Regions from separate parts of the Ovis aries genome. Here region 2 is linked to region 1. A link is a contact called in public Hi-C data. All regions are on one chromosome and are shown on one strand. Each heading gives the region's core, a stretch centred on a gene start, on an enhancer-like site or on the middle of the called end of the contact. The rest is flanking DNA. Distances are from core to core; before and after follow the strand shown.

What was found. A called contact is a pair of places that touch in the nucleus more often than the background predicts.
Region 2: a Hi-C map of liver shows a contact between it and region 1, with 2.4 times the contacts expected there. The contact joins two enhancer-like sites. A contact is called at or near these places in 5 of 16 Hi-C or Micro-C datasets (liver, mixed tissues, muscle and 2 more).

Annotation. Positions count from the first base shown.
Region 1 is chr24:28,513,194-28,517,402 of ARS-UI_Ramb_v3.0, forward strand. All of the region lies in intron 5 of CRCP (CGRP receptor component), which reads left to right. Among named protein-coding and RNA genes, the nearest start is that of CRCP, 30 kb to the left of the region's middle. Within about 2 kb of position 1,723, at least 15 of the 54 cell types and tissues checked have an H3K27ac peak or open chromatin away from gene starts, as enhancers often do. A contact at or near this core is called in liver, where this site is marked.
Region 2 is chr24:28,658,102-28,662,330 of ARS-UI_Ramb_v3.0, forward strand. It overlaps TPST1 (tyrosylprotein sulfotransferase 1), which reads left to right. Exons shown (of 4, transcript XM_060405859.1): 4 at 1-2,098. Among named protein-coding and RNA genes, the nearest start is that of KCTD7, 13 kb to the right of the region's middle. Within about 2 kb of position 2,635, at least 2 of the 54 cell types and tissues checked have an H3K27ac peak or open chromatin away from gene starts, as enhancers often do. A contact at or near this core is called in liver, where this site is marked.

The sequences.
Region 1 (4,209 bases), core at 473-2,972:
TTTTTCTACATATTCCCAAGGCTTTGTTTTTATTGTTGTTGTTTTTTAAAGACTAAGTTTTAAACTGAAATATGGTTGATGTACAGTGTTGTATAACTTTCAGGTGTACAGCATATTGATTGAGTTATCCATATATATATATATGTTCTTTTTAGATTCTTTTTCATTATAGGTTATTGCAAGATATTGAATATAGATCCCTGTGCTGTATAAGAGGTCCTTGTTGTTTATTTGTTTTATATATAGTGAATGTGTATCTCTTAATCCCAAATTCCTAATTTACCCCTCCCTTCCTTTGGTAATCGTAAGTTTGTCTTCTGTGTCTGAGTCTTTTACTGTTTTGTAAGTAAGTTTATTTGGGACCTTTTTTTTTTTTTTTTTTAAGATTCCACATGTGATATATTTGTCTTTGACTTACTTAGTGTGATAATCTCTAGGTCCATTCATGTTGTTGCAAATGGTATTTCATTCTTTTTTATGGCTGAGTAATATTCCATAGTGTGTGTGCGTGCGTGCATGCATGCGTGAGTGTGTGTGTGTGTGTGTGTGTGTGTGCGCGCGCGCACACACCATACCTTCTTTAACTGTTCGGCTCTTGATGGTCACGTGGTCCCTTTTGGGACTTTCAAAATGTGTATGTTGGTTCATCACGTGGTGTTCCAGGCTTTATTCACTTCTCTTTAATCCTTTTTTCTGTTCAAGTTCACTGACTCTTTGTTTGGCCTGTTCAGATCTGCCTTCGAGTCCCTCTAGTCATTTTCATGTTAGTCACTGTGCTTTGCAGCTCCAGAATTTCTCTTTGTTTCTTTCTGTCTCTTTATTGATATTTCCATTTTGTTTATGCATTGTTTTCTTGACTTTCTCCACATCTTTTAATTCTTGGAGCATCTTTAATGTTTTATTTATTTTTGAGATGGTTGTTTTAAAGCCTTTGTCTAGTAGACTTTTTATTGGGTTTTTTTCAGAGACTGTTAATTTGTTTATGTATTTGCCTGGGCTATACTTAACTGTTTCTTTGTTTACCTTGTGAATTCTTTGTTGAAAACTGGATACTTGATCTAATAAAATCGTAGCTCAAAATCAGATTTTCTTCCTTTTCCTTAGGCTTTCTGACTTTTGTTTATTGTTTACTATTTTTGTACTGTAGTGGGTTGTTTCTGTGCTGAGAGTCAGCTTGAGGTATGAACTCAAGGTCTTCTCAGGTCTCTTCTGAGTGTGCGCCTTTCCCTAGGCATGCACAGTCTCTCTCTGATTTTCCCCACATATGAGCTTTTAGGGGAAAAGAAAAAAGGTGGAAGGGGGAATGAACACCGGATTTGTAAACTCTTTCTTGACCCTTTAGAGCCTGCTGCTGCTGCTAAGTCGCTTCAGTTGTGTCCGACTCTGTGCGACCCCATAGCCGACAGCCCACCAGGCTCCCCCGTCCCTGGGATTCTCCAGACAAGAACACTGGAGTGGGTTGCCATTTCCTTCTGTAATGCATGAAAGTGAAAAGTGAAAGTGAAGTTGCTCAATGGTGTCCAACTCTTAGCTACCCCATGGACTGCAGCCCACCAGGCTCCTCCATCCATGGGATTTTCCAGGCAAGAGTACTGGACTGGGGTGCCATTGCCTTCATTAAAGGTTGTTTCCCGAGAGACATGAACATGCCAGGGCTCTAACATACCCTTGCAAAAGCTCCAGGCAGTGTTGTTCTGAAAACAACCAGTAGAGGGGGCTGCAGGCTCCTTTCACTGTAGCTGGGTCTGGCTCCTCTGGAAGCAGGCAAACTATCTACAGCCCATTGGAATTCATCTGGCCTCAGTGCCTTATGACTCAGGGGGCTGCTTGCCACAGGCTATCAAGACCTGGATCACTTGTGCTAGCCAGTGCATTTTAAGACAGGAATCACGTGGGTAACAGAAACTGCTGAAATGCTCTTTAATTCTTTTTTCTGAATATCCCCTGCTAGAGTTTTTCTCTTATCCTTTTTTCAGGAAGAGGAGATTCAAGATAATAGCCCCTTAATGACCTGGTTCTAGTACTACAAACTGGGGCTCCATTAATTTGCTTAAAAACCTCCACTGCTGAAGTTCTTGAGAGTTTGATAGGAACCATGTTTTATTTGACTTTAGGTGTCAAAGTCCAAGAGTAATCTGGAGGCAGCAAAGCTCAGGGTAGATAGATGGGTGCAGGTTTCACTAACATCTGGAATGTGGTTACTCTGCTTAGAGAGCCTGGAATCTCGCCCCTTGTCTCCCTGCTGTGTGAACAGTGTCTCTCTCTGGAACGTCTCCTGCAAGTCATTGCTACTCTAGCTCTTTGTTTTCAACTCATGTTTGTCTCATGGTAGGTTTGTCTTAGTAAGGATACAAAGATGAATAGCTACAATGTAAGTGCTATGGCAGTTGGGACATAGCAGAGAGACACTGAAGTGTCAGAATTTGAGTGTATCATTTTGCCTGTGGGAGGTGACACTGGGTTTTCATATAAGGTAATAGCCAGATATAAGTGAGCACATGCTTTCTAAGCAGAGGGAACATGATATGCTGGAGCCTGTAATCAGGAAGTACTTCCTGTGTAATATTTGCAGTTTCATTTGATTGGAATATGAGTGCTTAGGGGACATGAAGGCATTTGAACCTAGAGAGACTGACAAACAGGAGATGTCAGTGGGTTCTGAAGGTTGAACTAAGAAAGTTTAAAAACTGTGTGCGGACAGTGGGAAGATTAGAAGCAGGATAATGAGATGACCAGATTTTTATCTTTTAAAGGGTACTTTGTTTGTAAGAATGAAGGTAGACTGAAAAAGTGGCAGACGCTTGAGGACAGAGGCCTTTGCCCTTTAGCCAAGAAGAATTGAAGTGGCTGTAGAAATGGTGAGGGTGGGGACTGGGGACAGATACCTTGAAAGAAATAGAATCAGTAATTCTTGGTGTCTTAATATGGGCAGTGGGTGAGAGGGAAGACTTGGGGATGATTCTGGCCTGTGTATTTGGCTCTTCACCAAGATGAGAAGTACGGAGAGAGGAACTGGTTTATTGGGAAAGGTAGTCAGATTGCTTTGGGATAGGTTGAGTTTGAGGTTTGTCTGGGGTGTTTAGGTGGCAGTTGGTTACAGAGGTCTGGAGATCAGCTCACTACATGAAGACATGAATTTCTTTGTTCTAACCTGTAATGGCAGATGAGATTGTGAGGTTTGGATGAAGAACTCAGTAAAGATGAAAGATGGCACCATGGGAATGCCACAGAGGCAAGCGGAAGAGGAAACCTTCCACTTGTAAAGAGATGAGGGAATAGAAAGATAGGTGAATCAGGGAAGAATGGTGTGTGGAAGCTGCAAGGGCAGATAGTTATAAGGAGGGAGTGACCAGCAGTGTTGGCTACCGCAGAGACAGGGAAGGACAGGGCAGAGAAGCCCTCCAGAGTGATCAGTGTGGAGCACTCTGGGCCCCTAAATGAGAACAGTTCTGGTGATCATTTGGGGCAGGAGCTAAAGTGCAGTGAATTAAATGAAGGAGAGAAAGTAGAAATGATAAAAATGAGCCTCTGAAGTCAGGGGGGGAATGTTTGGAACCCCCATCCCCCAAAATGGAGCCTACAGTACATGTGGTCCTGTGACTTCAGCTGGGCTCAGCTCCTGGGGTGCACAGCAGAGAACTTGCTTGGTTGGTCTGACTGCCTGACCTGCCTGCTGCGAGGTCTGTCCTCTGACCTTTATGCACCAGGGGCTGCACAGTCCCCGCTGTGTCCGCTGCTTTTCCTGGCACCTCGTGGTATCTGTCTGTGGCCTAGTCTGTGACTGTTGGCCCTTTAGGTTCCATAGTCCCATGGCTTAGTGCCGGTGAGAGGAGGGTATCATTCAGGTGCCAGATTCGATACTGAGGCTACTGCTGGCAACGTTCCTCCTCCACTGCCAGAGAGTCCACCCCGTGCTGCTCAGCTTGCAGTCCTGAAGGGAGCCTGGGTTCTTGTAATTCAGCAGAATGGAAGTTTCTCCATGGGTGGCTCAGAGGGTGGCTCCACCATCTGGTGAGGAACCAAGGCCACCTCTGTGCCAGCAAAGACATCACATAGCTTCTTATAACTTCTTTAGTCATGTTAACCTGCAGTTGTAGTTTAGACACGTGTTGTTGGGGTATCTTTCTGGGGCCCAAACTTTAAGTCACTTTTCAAACTGAATAAGGAACCGTGTATGTTGTGGTGGCAGTACCTCCCTGAAGGTTGATG
Region 2 (4,229 bases), core at 1,385-3,884, 150 kb after region 1:
AGAAATGAAGTGCACAATAAATGTAATGTGCTTGAATCATCTCGAACGTCCCCCTACCCCTGGTCCATTGATAAATTATCTTCCATGAAACCGGTCCCTTGTTTGCTTGTTGAGGTCCCTGGTGCCAAAAAGGTTGGGGACCATTACAACCATTTGGAACTTGAAAAGCTTTCATTAAAATCTGATTTTTATCATAGTTTTGTTTGCTATTCTATTTTTACTTTATATAATAGCCATGTATTGACTGTGTACTCCATACCAGGCATGAAATACCAAGCATCACATATATATAGTATATGAATAATATATGATAAATGATATCTTTAAGATCTATGAATTATTCATATATATACACACACACATATATATGAATGATTTCATTCAAATCTGGCAAGTAGGTGGTATTTTTTCTGTTCTGCTGATGAGAAAACTGAGATTGAAAATTCAGTCTGAATAAAACTTTTATGATGTGCTGTGTATTAATAGATTACAGATAGAAAAAAGTGAACACTGCTATACCATGTCAAAATTACCAATGACAGTGAATTAATACTATTCATAGGTCTTAGGATTTATGATTGTCTTTTGCTAAGGAGCAAAATGTATAGACTTAAACTCAGTGGGCATACAGGTATAACAGCAGTTATCAGGCCTTGTAATTTTGTTTATTCAAAATATTTTCAAAAGTATAGATGAGAGTCTTCTCTGGTGGTCCAGTGGCTAAGACTCCATGCTCCCGATGCAGGGGGCCCAGGTTCAGTCCCTGGTCAGGGAACTAGATCCCACATGCCACCACTGAGTTCAAAAGTTCAAATGCTATAACTAAAGATCCCACGTGCGACAACTAAGACCCAGTACAGCCAAAAAAAAAAAAGTATTCGATGAATTCCTTCCTGGAAACATTCATACAGGGATGCATTATTGACAAGCTGTTTTACAGGACAGATGACTCCAGCTTTGAGTTGCCACTACAGCAGCAATACATCCTTGTTTGCTTGTCGAGGCCTGTAGTGGCCCCCATGCGATGAGAGAAGAACTCAGGAGAAGCTAGGTAGACACCAAAGTATCTCAAGACAAATCATAGTCTTTTGTCTTGTCTTTGGGATCCCTTTGGTGTATGAACAGCAGTCACTGTATTTCCTAAAGTTTGCTTTAAAGAACCTCAGTATCCACCTTTTGATATTAAACAGTCAGCATTCAACCCCTGGACATTTGACATCCCTGTCAAATGCCCTCAGAGTTGCTTCAATTGCAGACGACGGTTGCAGTCATTTGGAAATGGGCAGGAGCAGTCCTTGCTTTGGCTTCCATCCTTTTGTTTTGCATATCAAAGCTCCTGGCAGGCATCTAAAAGCATCCCAGACTGAGGGAGAGTGTGCCTCTCCAGTAGTCCTTCTGAAGCAGCTGTTCTCAATGGTCCATCCCCCTGCTTGTCTCCCCTGCTGTGCTGGGCTCACAGCTGGAAAGGAAGTGGTGTCGTGCAGAGAAGAACAAAGTGAGGTTAGAGTACGCACCTCTGATGCATTCTGTTTGTCTGCCCTAGGGAAGACTGCTGCCTTTTTGGCCACAGAGAAATCTCCAGGACTGGCTGTCCCCTGCTGAGATCAGTGGAGTGTATGTACCATGCCTACATCTCCTGCTTATTTGCCAGTCTCCTTCCCCTGAGAGAGTGGGATATCAGCACACGTTGGGACCCTCCTGAGTGACCTGCCTCCCATGTACAGCGCTCTCGATCCTAATTACACACACAGCCCTGTGGAGAAGGAACCCAGCGGGGATGTGTGCTTTCTGTTAAAACTGCTCTGGCCCTCATCTTTTCTTACCAGATTCCAAACTTTGTTTTCAAGGGGAGGGTTTAAAAATGGGATCCTGTAAGCAAAATTGGGCAGTTTCATCTTGGACTAGGTTGTCTGTACATGTTCTAATGTTTTGTAGAACACTTGTGCCTGTTGAAATGTTTGATGTGGATAATGTTACATATCTTAATTATTTAAATAACTCATTGTATTGTTTCTGAGAAGTTGAGGAATTACCACATACATTTACAATTTGATGACTTTTGTATTTTATTTTTCAAAATAAAAGCTTTAAATGTGAAGCACTCTGCTAGTTTACATGTTTTCATTGCTGTGATTTTAGAGAAGCAATAAGACGTATCAGATGATCTAATAAACCAAAGTTTCTTCAGTTCCTGTATTTCAGATATTCTGAGTGGAGTTTTTGCTGTAATTTATTTCAGAGAGACCCACTACCATCCTTTTGTCTCAGAATCCTGTTCTTTTGTTTCCTTCTCAATTGTCTGGTCTCCATAAAGTCTAATTTCAGAGAGACTTCCCCTGATGCCCTTTCTGCCAACCTCATTCACAATATCTTATCACACTTTGCAGTTTTTAATGTTTCTTAACTTCTTAAATTCTCTGTCTCTTACATTAGATAGTAAGATCCTAGAAGGCAGAGATGTGTCTTTCTGTGTTCATTTTTGTATTCCTGACACCTAGCAAAATGTCTGGCACATTGTAAGAACCTAGTAGAATATTTGGTAAATGATTAATCTTCCCAGAAGCCTCTAACGTATCCATTTCAGATGAAGAAACAGAGGCCAGCCTGGTCAAGCCACTTACACGAGGCCCCTCAGCTAGTGCCACGGACATGGTTTCAAGCCTGACCCTACAATCCTTCTTTCCGCTCCACTCCCCTAGCCCTGTCCCCTTCAACTGAAAATGAATCCTGCTGCCAGATCAGTCCTTTGTTCAGCACTATGTCTTAAGTCACTCTTTCGTTCAAAACCCTTTGATTCTCTAATGCCTCACACATGACATCTGAACTATTCTGCCTCCACAGTGTGGCCTTGGCACCCCTTGTGAACAGCACACTTCCTCCCAGGGTCCTTACACTATTTTCTGCTTCTTCCAGATGCCCAGAAACCCAGTCCCTCTCCCATCTCCCTGGGAAATCCCAGCTCTGTTATGGGCTCAGCTGTCTTAAGTCCCATTGCTTGTTACTGCTCCAGTTACTGCTCCAGCCTCCAGAAAGCAATAAAATCAGCTTTAGCATAACATAATTCGTGTTTTCGTTTTTTCCTTATTTCCTGTATTAGTCTTATGTTACCAGCATTGTAGGGAGGAGGTCACACACCCTTCCAGAGCCTATTAGAATGGGAGGCAAGGACATTTGTAAACTATAGCCCAGCCTGACTCCAATACTCACCCCTAGGTGAACATATGGAGAAGGTGATGGCACCCCACTCTAGCACTCTTGCCTGGAAAATCCCATGGACGGAGGAGCCTGGTGGGCTGCAGTCCATGGGGTCACGAAGAGTCGGACATGACTGAGTGACTTCACTTTCACTTTTCACTTTCATGCATTGGAGAAGGAAATGGCAACCCACTCCAGTGTTCTCGCCTGGAGAATCCCAGGGACGGGGCAGCCTGGTGGGCTGCTGTCTATGGGGTCACACACAGTCGGACACGACTGAAGTGACTTAGCAGCAGCAGCAGCAGGTGAACATAAAGATTTTTATTCCCTATGCCTGCCCACCTCTGGAGACTCCACCTTCAGGATTGGGATTGTGTTGGAATAGGAAAAGGAACAACTGCACAGAACAGCTGGCTCAGGAAAGAAGAACCGCTGCACAAGTGGCCCAGAGAAGCAGACGCTATGGTGTCTGCATCCCCATTGACATTCCTTCCTTCTCAGAGCCTGATTTTCCCATCTGAGCACATTTTCTGTTCCATGGAACATCTTAGAGCACCCCTATGAAGATGACTATTATTTGTGAAATGTTATGATTCGATGGAATCAAATGGAACTCCTGTTGAACAAATGAAAGACACGTGGAGTAAAATTTAAAAAGAGGTAACCGGGTGAGGGACCAGGGGAGATGTGTCACCTGTGAAGGTCAGAGAGCTGCCTGCGGCCCACAAAGCCGTGGCTGCAGCCATCAGGTGAACCTGTGGAGCCAGGGAGAGGCCGGGGTCCTTAGCATCTGAGGAGGAGCTTGGTGAGAGCAGCATCTGTGAAGAGTCATAGTATTCCAAAATGAGAGGAAAAAAATCTTAGTAATCACTCTAGAAACATTTATCAAGAACTTCTCATGGTCCGAGCCCTGTGCCTGAGTGCACATGTCTAAACTCGTTTAATTCTCAAAATCACACCAGAGGTAGGTATTATTTCTACCTGCATTTTTACAGACACTGGGTCAGGAGGCAGTACTAGCTTTCCAGACCAGC